4 separate regions of the Mus musculus genome follow, and all the other regions are linked to region 1. A link is a contact called in public Hi-C, HiChIP or PLAC-seq and promoter capture Hi-C data. All regions are on one chromosome and are shown on one strand. The core of a region is the stretch at or near the end of the contact, and the rest is flanking DNA. Distances in the headings are between cores, read along the strand shown. Region 1 holds the start of Mrpl1 (mitochondrial ribosomal protein L1). Region 2 overlaps Gm33370 (predicted gene, 33370). Region 3 overlaps Bmp2k (BMP2 inducible kinase). Region 4 has its middle 23 kb from the start of Gm46916.

Region 1 (2,700 bases), core at 111-2,610:
GAACGACATGATTGCTGCCCACAAAGAGCTCAAAGAGATGGGGAGATACATTGTGACAGCTGCACAGCTCTGTGTGCTCAACCCCCCACTAAATTGTACACTTAGGTTGGTAAATTGTATTATATAGAATAATAGGTCTCAGAATTGTTTCAAATAAATAAAAAAATTACTAATTCTGTTTATTACATAAAACCAGGAAGAAGTGGCCATAATTCAGTCCTGGAAGTATGAAAGGAGACTGCCAACAATGAGCAGAGTCTGAATTTAAATCTTAAGGGGAAAAAATACTGTTAATGTGTTGCATAATAATTCAAACAAAAGCCAGAGAGGAAAAATGTCACAGAGGTGAGAAATGTGTCTTCTGCCCTCCCTTCATCCCTCCCTCCCTCCCTCTCTTTGTGTGTGTGTGTTATGTGTACACTCGCATGTGTGTTAGGAAGGTTGTTGGTTGAGGAGGTAGGCAGAGGCCCGTAAGTGAGCCTTTGGAAATGGCCAATTACTGGAGGAGTTTATTCTTATGAATTAATTCCTGACCAGACTTGGTTTAGAGAAACCACACGGGCAGCTGAGACATAACGGATGTTTTTTTTTTGGGGGGGGGGGGGGTAGGGGGTAGGAAGGGGTCAGAATAACCTGTGCACTGGTCTCTAATTGGCTACGTAGAACAAAAACAAAAACAGACAAACTCCAAAAACCAAAACAAAACCCTAGACGTGTTTCGAAAACTCCAAGCAGTGTACTGCTCCTTAGGTCTGATCAGCACAGCTTGCCAGCAGCCGGAAACCAAAAAGCAGACGGATGAAAGATTAAGGTTTGCTCAAAGGGGGGTGGAAGGGGGTGAGAGAGTGGGACCTCCTGGCCCGCCTTGGGTGGAGGCGAAGTTTGATGGATTCTGTTTTCTCTTTGCTATGAAGAAGATTGAACTCAGAGGCGCGCACACGCTAGCTCCGCGCACGGTCGCCTAGCAATATTCATTTAAAGAAAAACCGAATCTTAAGAAGGCCAAGAGTATAGCGAAGGAAGCTGGGGACACTTCAGCTTTCTCAAGACTTTAGTCAGAGAACCAGGTTCCCTCTATTTAAATGACCGTTCGGAGTACATCTGCAGGGTCCAAAATTAAAAATAAGAAGGAATGAATAATTAATTACAGAGTTTTCAACAAAGCCATTCCCCACCCCCGCCCCGAAGGTTGATAAACCTTTGAACCCGAGCCACGAAAGGCAGTCTCAGACAGGGAACCGACAGGAACCTCGCCACGAGGGCACTGAAGCCAGGTCGTCCCCGCCCTGCTCTTCTGCTCCTACCAACTCCTTCCCCCTTTGCCAGCTTCCGCGCGGAACCCTTTTTCGCATTTCCGTGCAGTTGAAACCCGGGACCCACTTCGTCAGCACAATCCGGAACAGTCAACATGGCGGCGGCCGTAAGGTGCCTCCGTAGAGGTAAGAGGAGCAGTGTTCTTGCGTGGAAAGTAAATCTAGAGCCAAGTTTCCTGTTGCAGCGGAATCCATGGCAGAATCTCGTAGGCACCGGTCAGCTTCTCGGTCCTCGAAATGCTTCCGTGATCTTCTGGGCTCCACAGCCCAGAGGGTCATCAGTGCTTAAAAGCGACACTTAACGCAAGGGTTCTCTCTTGGAGCAGGTCATTTTGAGGATGAAATGGGAGCGGAAATACATTGGCAGTACTTATAGTCAGGGGTGAGGAGTACAAGGCAAGATTCTGTTGTGTGTGTGGGATAGCGGGCGTGTTCAGTTTGATAAGCGAGCCCTGAAGGGAAAGGTGGTATATGAAGTGATTTACATCTGTAAATATCTGAACCTTGGCGTGTTTATGAATAAAGGCGATTCCAGTTAGTAAATTTACAGAGGCTATCGTGTTTATCATTTGGAGACTAATTCTGTAGTGTTTTGTATAGCCATGTCTGAGCACGTTAGACATGGCTAATAGGAATTCACAGTGCCATATACACTATAAGATCTTTTTCATGTGTATGTGTACTTGGTCTATGTATACATGTTCACATGTGTGTGAGTGCATATGTATGTGTGCCCATGGAGGCTCTCTTCTGCCAGCCAGTATCCAGGCTGTTTCCAGAGGCAGAGTTTGTCACTGGACCTGGAGCTTGCGGATCCCACTGTCTCCAGTGAAGCCCCTGGAGGTGGGAGGTGTTGCACTGTGTTTACCCAGCTTTTATGTGGCTGCCAGGAATCTGAATTTCACCCCTCATGCTTGCACAGTAAGAGCTCCGTCACCTCTCATATGAAATTGATCTTTACTTTTAAAATGCAATCAACTCCCCCTCTTCTTTGACCTTGCAGCCCTTCTCCTTCCTCTATTTATTGTGTCTTGTCTCCCCACTGGCCAGGAACATAAGCTTCATAACCTTCCTTATTCCAGTGCTTGTAAAACAATGGTACTTAGACCATCCAGTTTACAAACTGCATCTCCACAATAAAAGTAGACACTGCTTTCTTGATTAAGTTTTGCTAAAAAACAAAAACAATTTGAGACAGGGTTAGGCTCCCATGTGTTGGGACAGGCATCTCCAGCATGCCCATTATTAAAAGTATTGCCTGTTGCATTGAACAGTATAATTTAGTGCTTTGTTTCACATGCTAGTGTAACCTTTTTGTGGTTGCAGATTATAATAGGTCTACTGAGCACTCTTTAAGTAGTGCTAATATGGAATTCTATAATGTGTT
Region 2 (2,700 bases), core at 34-2,533, 700 kb after region 1:
TGTTGGTTGGTTGGTTGGTTGGTTGGTTGGTTGTTGGTTGTTAATGGTTGTTGTTGATTACAGTTTGATAAGTAGTCCTGTGCAAAAAGAAGAAACAAGAAGAAATCACATATCTTGACAGCAAAGATCAAACTTGCTCCCAGAAACTCAAGACCCCTGTTAGCAGGAACAGTCCCACCTATTAATGATAACACCCCCTTTTCCTTTCTATCCTTTTTTTTCTCCTATCTAGTGTTAGGGGGTTAAAAGGACAGAAAACAGATGGAGAAGGGTGGAAGAAAGAATAATCCACAAAGTAGCTAAAGCCTTGCTGCATCACTTAACTACATCAAGTTGTTAATTAATAATAGCAGTAATACTTACATTTGATTATTGGTAAGGTAGTTCCCTCCAATATTGCTATGGTCTTAAATAATAGCTTACGGCCACCCCCTCATATGGTCAAAGGATTCCACTTCTGAGATTCTGAGAAGACTAGTAGAACTGTACCTTACAGGGTCCTCTGTTTGCTTCTCTGTGCTGACTCTCTTCACTCAGAGCTCTTCCATTCCAGGCAGGCTTTGTTCACTTAGACTCTTTTCCAGGTTTTGGGGGTTGCTCTTTAATTCTGAGCATTTAGCTACTATCTCTCGCTGCAAAGGTTGGCAAGAGAATTCTGGCAAGTGGAGCAGATGTAAATAGAAGTGAGCTGAAAGTTTGTTCAGGACAATACCATAGATCCATCATCTCTCTACTCTACGGGGCTTCTTAGGCAAGATGGAGGGGGGGGGGGCTTAGAGCATGAGCTCTGGAGAACAATCACTGAATTCATTTCTTACACCTGTTCTGTTTTGGCCCTTTAACCTTGGGATTAAATTATATTTTTCCATAAAGTACTGGGAACAAATATACTAAGTGTTACCTATAAACGTTAACCAGAACTATATTGAGACATCTACAACAGTGTTCTCTCACATTTGAATGGCTGCCCTTCAAGGCAATGTTTGAACCTGTGCAAAATACAATAGAATATTCCTGGGATGATTGCAACAGGACAAAGGACCTTTCATGGTATTTCAACAGAAATAAATGGAGACTTGGCTACCCGCTAGACCATGCGTATGTGGCCTGTGGCTGGTTCTGAGCCCCTCACGGCTTTCACTTTGTCCCTGCCCACAGTCTTCAGCGGCCCCGTAGCTTTGATGCTTCCCTCCTCCCGGTTTGTAGTTCACTGTCATCAGCAGCCCGGTTTCCTGTCTTGTCATTGTCCAGCTGCTTGTCTGGCACCGCTAACTCCTTCCTCTTCCTCTCCAGAGGATGTCGACATTTCCAGTACAGACGGGCAACGCCACCAGCTCTTCTGGCTGCAGCTCTTCCTTCTTTAAACCTCCTTTGAAGCCTCGTGAGTTTCCTGTAATGACTGCGTCTCTGTTTTGGCTATTTTAGTACTTATGTGGCTTTTGATTTTGATCTGGATTCACATCTTCTAGCCAAAACCCATCTCCAACAAGTAGTTTGGGGTTTTGCTGGAAGGTAATTTGAATTTGTTTACAAGATCACCAACTCCCAATTTAGATGTCCTAAGACTTCTGAAGGGGAGTGGCCTTCCCAGAGTGCCTTGCCCTCATTATCACTAAGCTATGTTATTAGGCAGGGATGGGCTGTTTTGTTTGTGAGCTAATCCTGCTTCTTATAATTCTCAGTGCTCACTGCTGAATCAGGAGAAGCAGGGAAGTCACTTCAGCAGAACTGAAGAATTAAACACACACACACACACACACACACCACACACACCACACACACACACACACACACACACACACACCACACACACACACACACACACACACACACACACACACACACACACGCTGGTGCACGTATACCAACCACATAGAGCACAGGGCTATTTCATCATAATCATCTGACATCTTTTCTGCAGGAAGTCACAAATACAAAATAGATATGAACAAAAATAACTCAGTTGTCGTAACAGATGAGGAATGATCTCTGTCTTCTCCCTCCTTCCCCTCCTCCCGCTCCTCCCCCTCCTCTCTGTCCTCCTGTCTCTCCCCTTTCTCTTCCTCCTTCTCTCCTACCTCCTTTCCCTCTTCCATCTCTTCCTACTTCTCTCTGTGTGTCTTGATCTCTCTGGTCTCTCCCCTTCTTGTCCTTCTTCTCTGTTATCATTATTCATATGAATAATACAAAAAAAATCTCCCAGATATTTCTCTGTCTACTCTCAATGATTAGGGCCCCACAAGTGTTTGTTCTTTGAACCTTTCTTCCCCTGAGCAACTTTTGTGCTCCAGGTGCTCAGGAAAGAGATCAGATAGGTCCCTGGCACCCAGAACCTTCTAATTGGGTGGTGGTCATTTTTCACTACTGGGTGCTGGAAACTTTCTTTTAAGAAAAAGCCAGTGCATCTCAAGATTCCATGAGAAGAACACGAGGCAGGAGAAGACGGGGCTTATCCTGTGCCCCATCTCGAGGTTTCCTAAGAGGCCAGATGCAGTACAGAGCTGCTTCCTTCCTATTTCTGTTGCTCAGAACTCACAGCCAAACACTAAAACCCAGCAAATCAGTTGCCTTCCCACCATGCAGAGACTTTCCCTTGGCCGCTTGTTTTCATCAAATAAGAAGGTTCCTCTTACCTAACAGGGTTTCTTGTGCCCTGTCAGCCACAAGCCTAACTTCCAGCTCTTGTCCTGCTTTGGTTTT
Region 3 (2,703 bases), core at 94-2,593, 870 kb after region 1:
ATAATTAATAAGTAGGAATCCAGTTCTGATGTTAAACTCTTCCATAAAGAGTAGCATAAATAGTAGTAAGCAATTAAAAAATGAAATGGAAGACAACCTGCACCACCAGTCAGATAAGAAAATGGCCCATCTTATGGCATCTTGTGTTTGGAAATAGTGCTCACAGCCTGTGTGGTTGTCTTCTTGCATTCGGACTCTGCCACTTGGCCTGCCTTCAGAGCAGTCCTGCAGATTCTCATAAAACCTTTTGCTAATCCACTAATCCGGAGGCCTAACATGATAAATTGTTGGGAAATGACGGCAGGCAGTATGCTTCCAATTCACAGTGTGCTTTAAAGTGCCCCTCCCCTCCTCTGCCTGGATGATAGGACAACAGACGGCATGTAATTACAATCGCAGTTCAAGCCATTTATCCTCTATAAGCTGATACTAAAGAAAAGAGCATTGAAACAAAATTTCCTTGACACAGCAAGCTTCTTACATGATTAAAAGGATGCCAACTGTTTGCCCTTTGAGCGGAAACGAAATGGGAAGAGTTGCAGTGTAGACAGAATGTGGCAAATGTGCTTTGTCCCTGAGGAGGGGACTTTCAGCAACGTGGCTCTTCGGTAGTTTATGAATTTACAGGTATATACTTTGCAGGATTGATTTAAAATAGTGAAGCATTAACTAGGACTTCACTTCTTAAATGAAGTGTTTAAGAGAATACTGTTAACCACTGTATAAATATCCAGCCAAAGAAATGCTGTGTTAGATATCCCCTCCAAATTTGGATTGAGTATTAAAGGTTCCATTTAGCTTGTGCAAGAATATACCTTTGAAGTTTGAACATCTAGAAATTGTCTTTTGTGAAAACTTACAACCCAGAATTGGTCAGTTTATTCTCTCAACATTCTTTTGGTGAATTCCTGTTTTTGCATCTGTTTGGTGAGGTAAGCTTGTTTTCAGAACCCCCCACACTCCTCCCCTTCCCCATTCCCTGCCCAACACACATACAGTTGTGTCTGTCACCCATTGTCAGATGTGGTGACAGAGGAGGCATGGAGCCTTCAGAGTGACAGAGGAGCAGTGTCTCACAGGTTGCTAAGGTGCTTTGAAGTCAAACACTGTCTTACTCACCCATGAAAGACAAAGCAAACGTGATAAAAGATATATAAAGAACCCTTAAGGAACAGCTCAGTTCAAACACTGTTGAAGCAGAAACAACAAGTACCCATATGGTAGTACTTTCCCCTGTTATGGCATGCCGCCATAGGGGGCAAAAGGAAGCAGGCAGGCCAGCTCCTGGTCGTACTTGGCAATGCTTTGGTAAACTGTGCTGAACATTGCCTGGTGACGCTAGTCCAGAGTTTACAGGTCAGAGTTCGAAGGTAGTGTCTGCAGCAGGAGAAGTCACTGAGGCTTTAATATATGTGGCTCCAAACTCTGGTAACTATCAAATTCCTCATGTGTAAAGAGAGATTGAACTAAATGTATGTCTACAAATCCCTTGTTATTGAAAGAGTTCAGGATACAGTTGAAGCTAAGAAACAGGGTTATAATTCCAAAACAGTGAAGAGATGTAAGAGAAGGCCCAAGAACTGAAATTTGAGTGGTACTAGACTAAACCTTTCAAGAAATAGGAAGGCATGATGGCCTGTGGACATGGCAAGTCAGTTCTGAAGATGTGTTTCAAATGGAAGAGAAAGACATCTCTAGCATAGATCATAGCAAACCTTAGAGCAAACCTTACAGATCCCAGTGTATTGGGAAGTCAGTAGTGAGGAGTTGGAGAGAATGTGGAGAACTGGTGCTGCAGTAAATATCTTGACCCTTTGACACCTTCCCTGGGGCATCACAAGTGTGTAGTTAGGGCTCCATGAAGAGTACCTACAAGTGCCATGACTGCTGCCCACAGTCTCTCTGCGTCTTCACTTTAATCCCTAATAAAAGCCGTGAGGCCGATAATGCCATTCATTCTGCAGGTTAAAGAAGCAAGTCACTGAGTAATGAAACCATCTAAACTATAAGTCTTCAAGCAGCTCTCTAATTTAGCTTAAGAGGACTTTATGTTGTATGTATATTTTTAGGTAGACACCAAACAGTTGTTATTCCACTTCTTTAGTCCATGCTGAGATGTTGCTAAGGTTACTGAGTGATTGGCACATTCCATCACTGACAGTGTGGTGCACGAGGTGTGGGAGGTGAACAGTGGCTCTGGTCAGAAGGATAATTGGAGTTTGTGCTTGCTCTCTCCTGTTGCTCAGCGAGGTTCTCCTGGCTCTCGTGGTTTAAATTAGGATTTCAATGCTGGATACTTTATAAACTAAAAAGATATTTAACACTTGAAAACTTAGGGCTTTTACTGATCTCCTCAGATCTGCATTGCTTATCCTAGTCACATATTCTCAGGCTTTTGGTCTGAGTGAACTTGCACTGTTACTGGGATGCAAACAACACTTGACAAAATGATAACGTGCTCTAATTTCTGACGTATGTGTGTGGGTGGGTGGGGCGGTAGGGAAACATTTCTGCACGTGGATTGTGTCCAGAGCCCACTCTGGTCCAGGAGCTTCTGAGGTAAGGTCTTTCAGGGGAAAGTCTCGGTGTTTGAAATTGTTCGGACTCTTCACAATGTTGAATTTCTGAAAATGTTCTCTCTTAAAATTGGGAATGACGGTTTTACTTGGAATCTGAGCTAATTTAAAATTTTATTCATGTTTT
Region 4 (2,700 bases), core at 97-2,596, 750 kb after region 1:
GTATGAACCACCACTCCTGACTCAAAATACACTTTTGATATATTATTATCTCAATTATTTCTGTGGCTTTGATTAAAACAAATATAAAGGGGATGAGTGTTATAGTGATTGGTCAAAAGTACTACAGTCTACAGTATATAGAAACTGTACATATATACATATAGACAATATAAGTAATATATGTATATATGTGTGTGCGCACACACACACACACGTATTAAAAACTATAGTTTGTCCTTTTGCAGTCTGGGTCAGCATTTACAACTTTCATGCCCTGGTTACTCCATTCTCCATTCCTGTCCACTCATTTCTTCTCAGTCTTCCCACTCCTTTAGAGTCTCCTTCCTTGTGAGGAGGTGTAGGAAGTTGACCTGAATGAAATGATGGAGGCAGAATTGTCACAGGTGACAGAATCCACCATTCACAACTCCCCTGCCTCAGGCATGAGTCCTCCTTTATTTTCCATTTCTTTCTGTAGCAGCCCATATTCCCAGTTAGTCATTTCTGTGGTGGGACTGGTCTCTCTCTCTCTCTCTCTCTCTCTCTCTCTCTCTCTCTCTCTCTCTCTCTCTCTCTCTCTCTCTCGTTCTTTCTCTTTCTCCTTAGCAGTTACAGAACACTGCAAAGAAAACTGTGGGGTGTGATAGCAGGGTGGGGGTAGGGGTGGGGTGGGGAGTGGGGGTAGGCGATGAGGGTGTGATGGTGGGGGTAGGGATGGGGTAGGAGTGAGGATGGGGCTGAGGGTGTGATGGTAGGGGTAGGGGGTGGGGTGGGGGTGATGGTGGGGGTAGGGTGGGGTGGGGAGTGGGGGTATGGGTGGGGTGGTTGGCAGTCACAGGTTAGATACATCACTTAATTTTTGAAAGCCCCATTTTTCTTATTTATAAAATAGAAAAAAATTAACTTCCTTGCTATGGCCTAAGTCCCAATATATATATTTTTTAAGCTGGTAAGAGGTTTCTAGATATCACAACATTGATCTGGGATAATTGCTGAGCTCAGCCTGAAGCTACCCTTTATGTTCTACAAGAATGACTAAGAACATGGTAAAAGGGGAGGGGAGGGGAAGGGAGGGGAGGGTAGGGGAGGGGAGGGGAGGGGAGAGAGAGGAGAGGAGAGGGGGGAGGGGAAAGGAGAAGAGAGGGGTGGAAAAGGCTCCCCAGGGCAAAGTGCGAGGCCCTTTGAAGTTTTTTATGACTTGAGTCTGCCCAGATCACCTCGGTGGCTTGTCAAGCACTCTTGCAAAAACATGGACTTTGATTCCTTGAGTCTGGAGGGGGCTTGAGCTCTGAAACCCCGGGGTTTCTAGGTGTGTGGATGTGGGTCTTCCTGTGGCACTTCCGACAGCAGGGCCACAGGACGCTAGGGAACCAGAAGTCTTTAGCTCCGTATTCTTTGTAGTCTCTCTCTTCATTGTCATTCTTCGAGGCAGCAACCCACTTAACACGCCCGTTTTCAGTTTTCATTCAATTAAATGTGATGTTCCTTTCAGCACATTTTAATGAAGCAAAACTGCTTTTCAGAGGGAACAAACAGTAGGGTGAGCTGCCAGGAGAAACCTCGCTGAAGAATTCAGAAAGAATTAACACAAGGGCAGCGAAGGAGAGGGAGGGAAGGAGAGAGGGAGGGAGGGAGGGAGGGAGGGAGGGGGGAGGGAGAAAATAAACGCAAGGATGAGTTCTTAACAAACGTACAGGGTGAGCCCTGCTGTGTGAAGTAGGCAATGGGAGAAATTCTGGGTACATACAGCCTTGATCCGTCTGCTCCTACAATGGTTTGGAGCCCCACAGCCCTGGTAACCAAGGACAAGCCAAGGTTTAAAGAAATTCCTGGCTCCAGTACGCAGAAGGTGAACTGTGGCACTTTTCTTCCAATTTCTCTTTAGCCTACATGTCAGTACTTGCAGCTCTCTGCTCTCCCAGGCAGGAGAGGGTGAATGCTGGTTCTTCAGAGGCACTGGGGGCCACCCACTTGCCCAGCAGGTTCTGCCCAAATCAGGGCATTCCTTTATGAGCCCCAGTTTCTAGTAGTGCCCAGAGATTTGTAATTGTCTCTCTCAGCATGCGCAATATAGGTGGGATGTGGTATGAAAGAATTGAATAAACTTCTTATCCACAATTGTCAAAAAATAGTTGGAGATTAAAAATACACACAGAAACACACACACACACACACACACACACACACACACACACACACACACACACACACTAACCAAAGCAAGAAACACATATTACAGTCTATTAAAAAGCTAAGATTTGGTTAGGAACTGTGGAAAATAAAACTTAATGACACACCCTATTGCTTATAAGAAGACTTAACTTTCCTTATGGAGAGAGAACAGCAACACATTTTAAAAGGCGTAAGACTCAAATAAATGCTACAAGTGAATCAAGAAAGGAGCACGTGAGCTTGGAGTGCTGAAGTCCATTCAAGCAGGACCTGTGAGTGTCCAGGGCCTGCAGTGCATACTGCTGACCAAGTACTGGATGGGAATGAATGCTCCCCTGGGCAATAAAACCAAAAGAAGAAGAAGAAGAAGAAGAAAGCCTTCTAATTTCTTAAAACAATTGAATCTATTTCTCTCTGCCCTTTGCTGGTTATCATCCTCCCCTTGTGCATACATCCAGACCACTACTTTATATTCTTGACTGACAGCAGCTTGCTCTGCCCTTCAGATATATATATATATATATATAT

Evidence for each region. Promoter capture Hi-C pulls out the DNA fragments that hold promoters and counts their contacts. Hi-C and Micro-C count contacts between places; a contact is called where the count stands out from the background. HiChIP or PLAC-seq counts read pairs in DNA pulled down with a chosen protein or histone mark.
Region 2: an H3K4me3 HiChIP or PLAC-seq map of bone marrow-derived macrophages shows a contact between it and region 1, with 4 times the contacts expected there. The contact joins the enhancer-like site here to the promoter of Mrpl1 in region 1. A contact is called at or near these places in 4 of 39 promoter capture datasets (the C10 cell line, cranial neural crest, frontonasal cranial neural crest and 1 more) and 7 of 115 datasets of contacts at active chromatin or transcription factors (CD8 T cells, bone marrow-derived macrophages, effector CD8 T cells and 4 more).
Region 3: a contact with region 1 is called in a promoter capture Hi-C map of liver, with 2.5 times the contacts expected there. The contact joins the enhancer-like site here to the promoter of Mrpl1 in region 1. A contact is called at or near these places in 8 of 39 promoter capture datasets (the 3T3-L1 cell line, the HPC-7 cell line, cranial neural crest and 3 more) and 1 of 115 datasets of contacts at active chromatin or transcription factors (astrocytes).
Region 4: a Hi-C map of B cells shows a contact between it and region 1, with 10 read pairs. The contact joins the enhancer-like site here to the promoter of Mrpl1 in region 1. A contact is called at or near these places in 7 of 39 promoter capture datasets (the HPC-7 cell line, cranial neural crest, frontonasal cranial neural crest and 4 more), 1 of 484 Hi-C or Micro-C datasets (B cells) and 1 of 115 datasets of contacts at active chromatin or transcription factors (astrocytes).

What each region holds. Positions count from the first base shown.
Region 1 is chr5:96,208,755-96,211,454 of GRCm38.p6, forward strand. Mrpl1 (mitochondrial ribosomal protein L1) reads left to right here and starts at 1,361. Exons shown (of 9, transcript NM_053158.3): 1 at 1,361-1,439. The coding sequence starts at 1,409.
Region 2 is chr5:96,910,473-96,913,172 of GRCm38.p6, forward strand. Gm33370 (predicted gene, 33370) reads right to left here. Exons shown (of 3, transcript NR_168888.1): 2 at 490-655; 3 at 1-77. Among named protein-coding and RNA genes, the nearest start is that of Gm24623, 4.2 kb to the left of the region's middle. Within about 2 kb of position 1,284, at least 168 of the 459 cell types and tissues checked have an H3K27ac peak or open chromatin away from gene starts, as enhancers often do. A contact at or near this core is called in CD8 T cells, bone marrow-derived macrophages, memory CD8 T cells and 2 more, where this site is marked.
Region 3 is chr5:97,077,543-97,080,245 of GRCm38.p6, forward strand. All of the region lies in intron 15 of Bmp2k (BMP2 inducible kinase), which reads left to right. Among named protein-coding and RNA genes, the nearest start is that of Paqr3, 33 kb to the right of the region's middle. Within about 2 kb of position 1,344, at least 15 of the 459 cell types and tissues checked have an H3K27ac peak or open chromatin away from gene starts, as enhancers often do. A contact at or near this core is called in liver, where this site is marked.
Region 4 is chr5:96,963,270-96,965,969 of GRCm38.p6, forward strand. No RefSeq gene overlaps it. Among named protein-coding and RNA genes, the nearest start is that of Gm46916, 23 kb to the left of the region's middle. Within about 2 kb of position 1,347, at least 76 of the 459 cell types and tissues checked have an H3K27ac peak or open chromatin away from gene starts, as enhancers often do. A contact at or near this core is called in B cells and astrocytes, where this site is marked.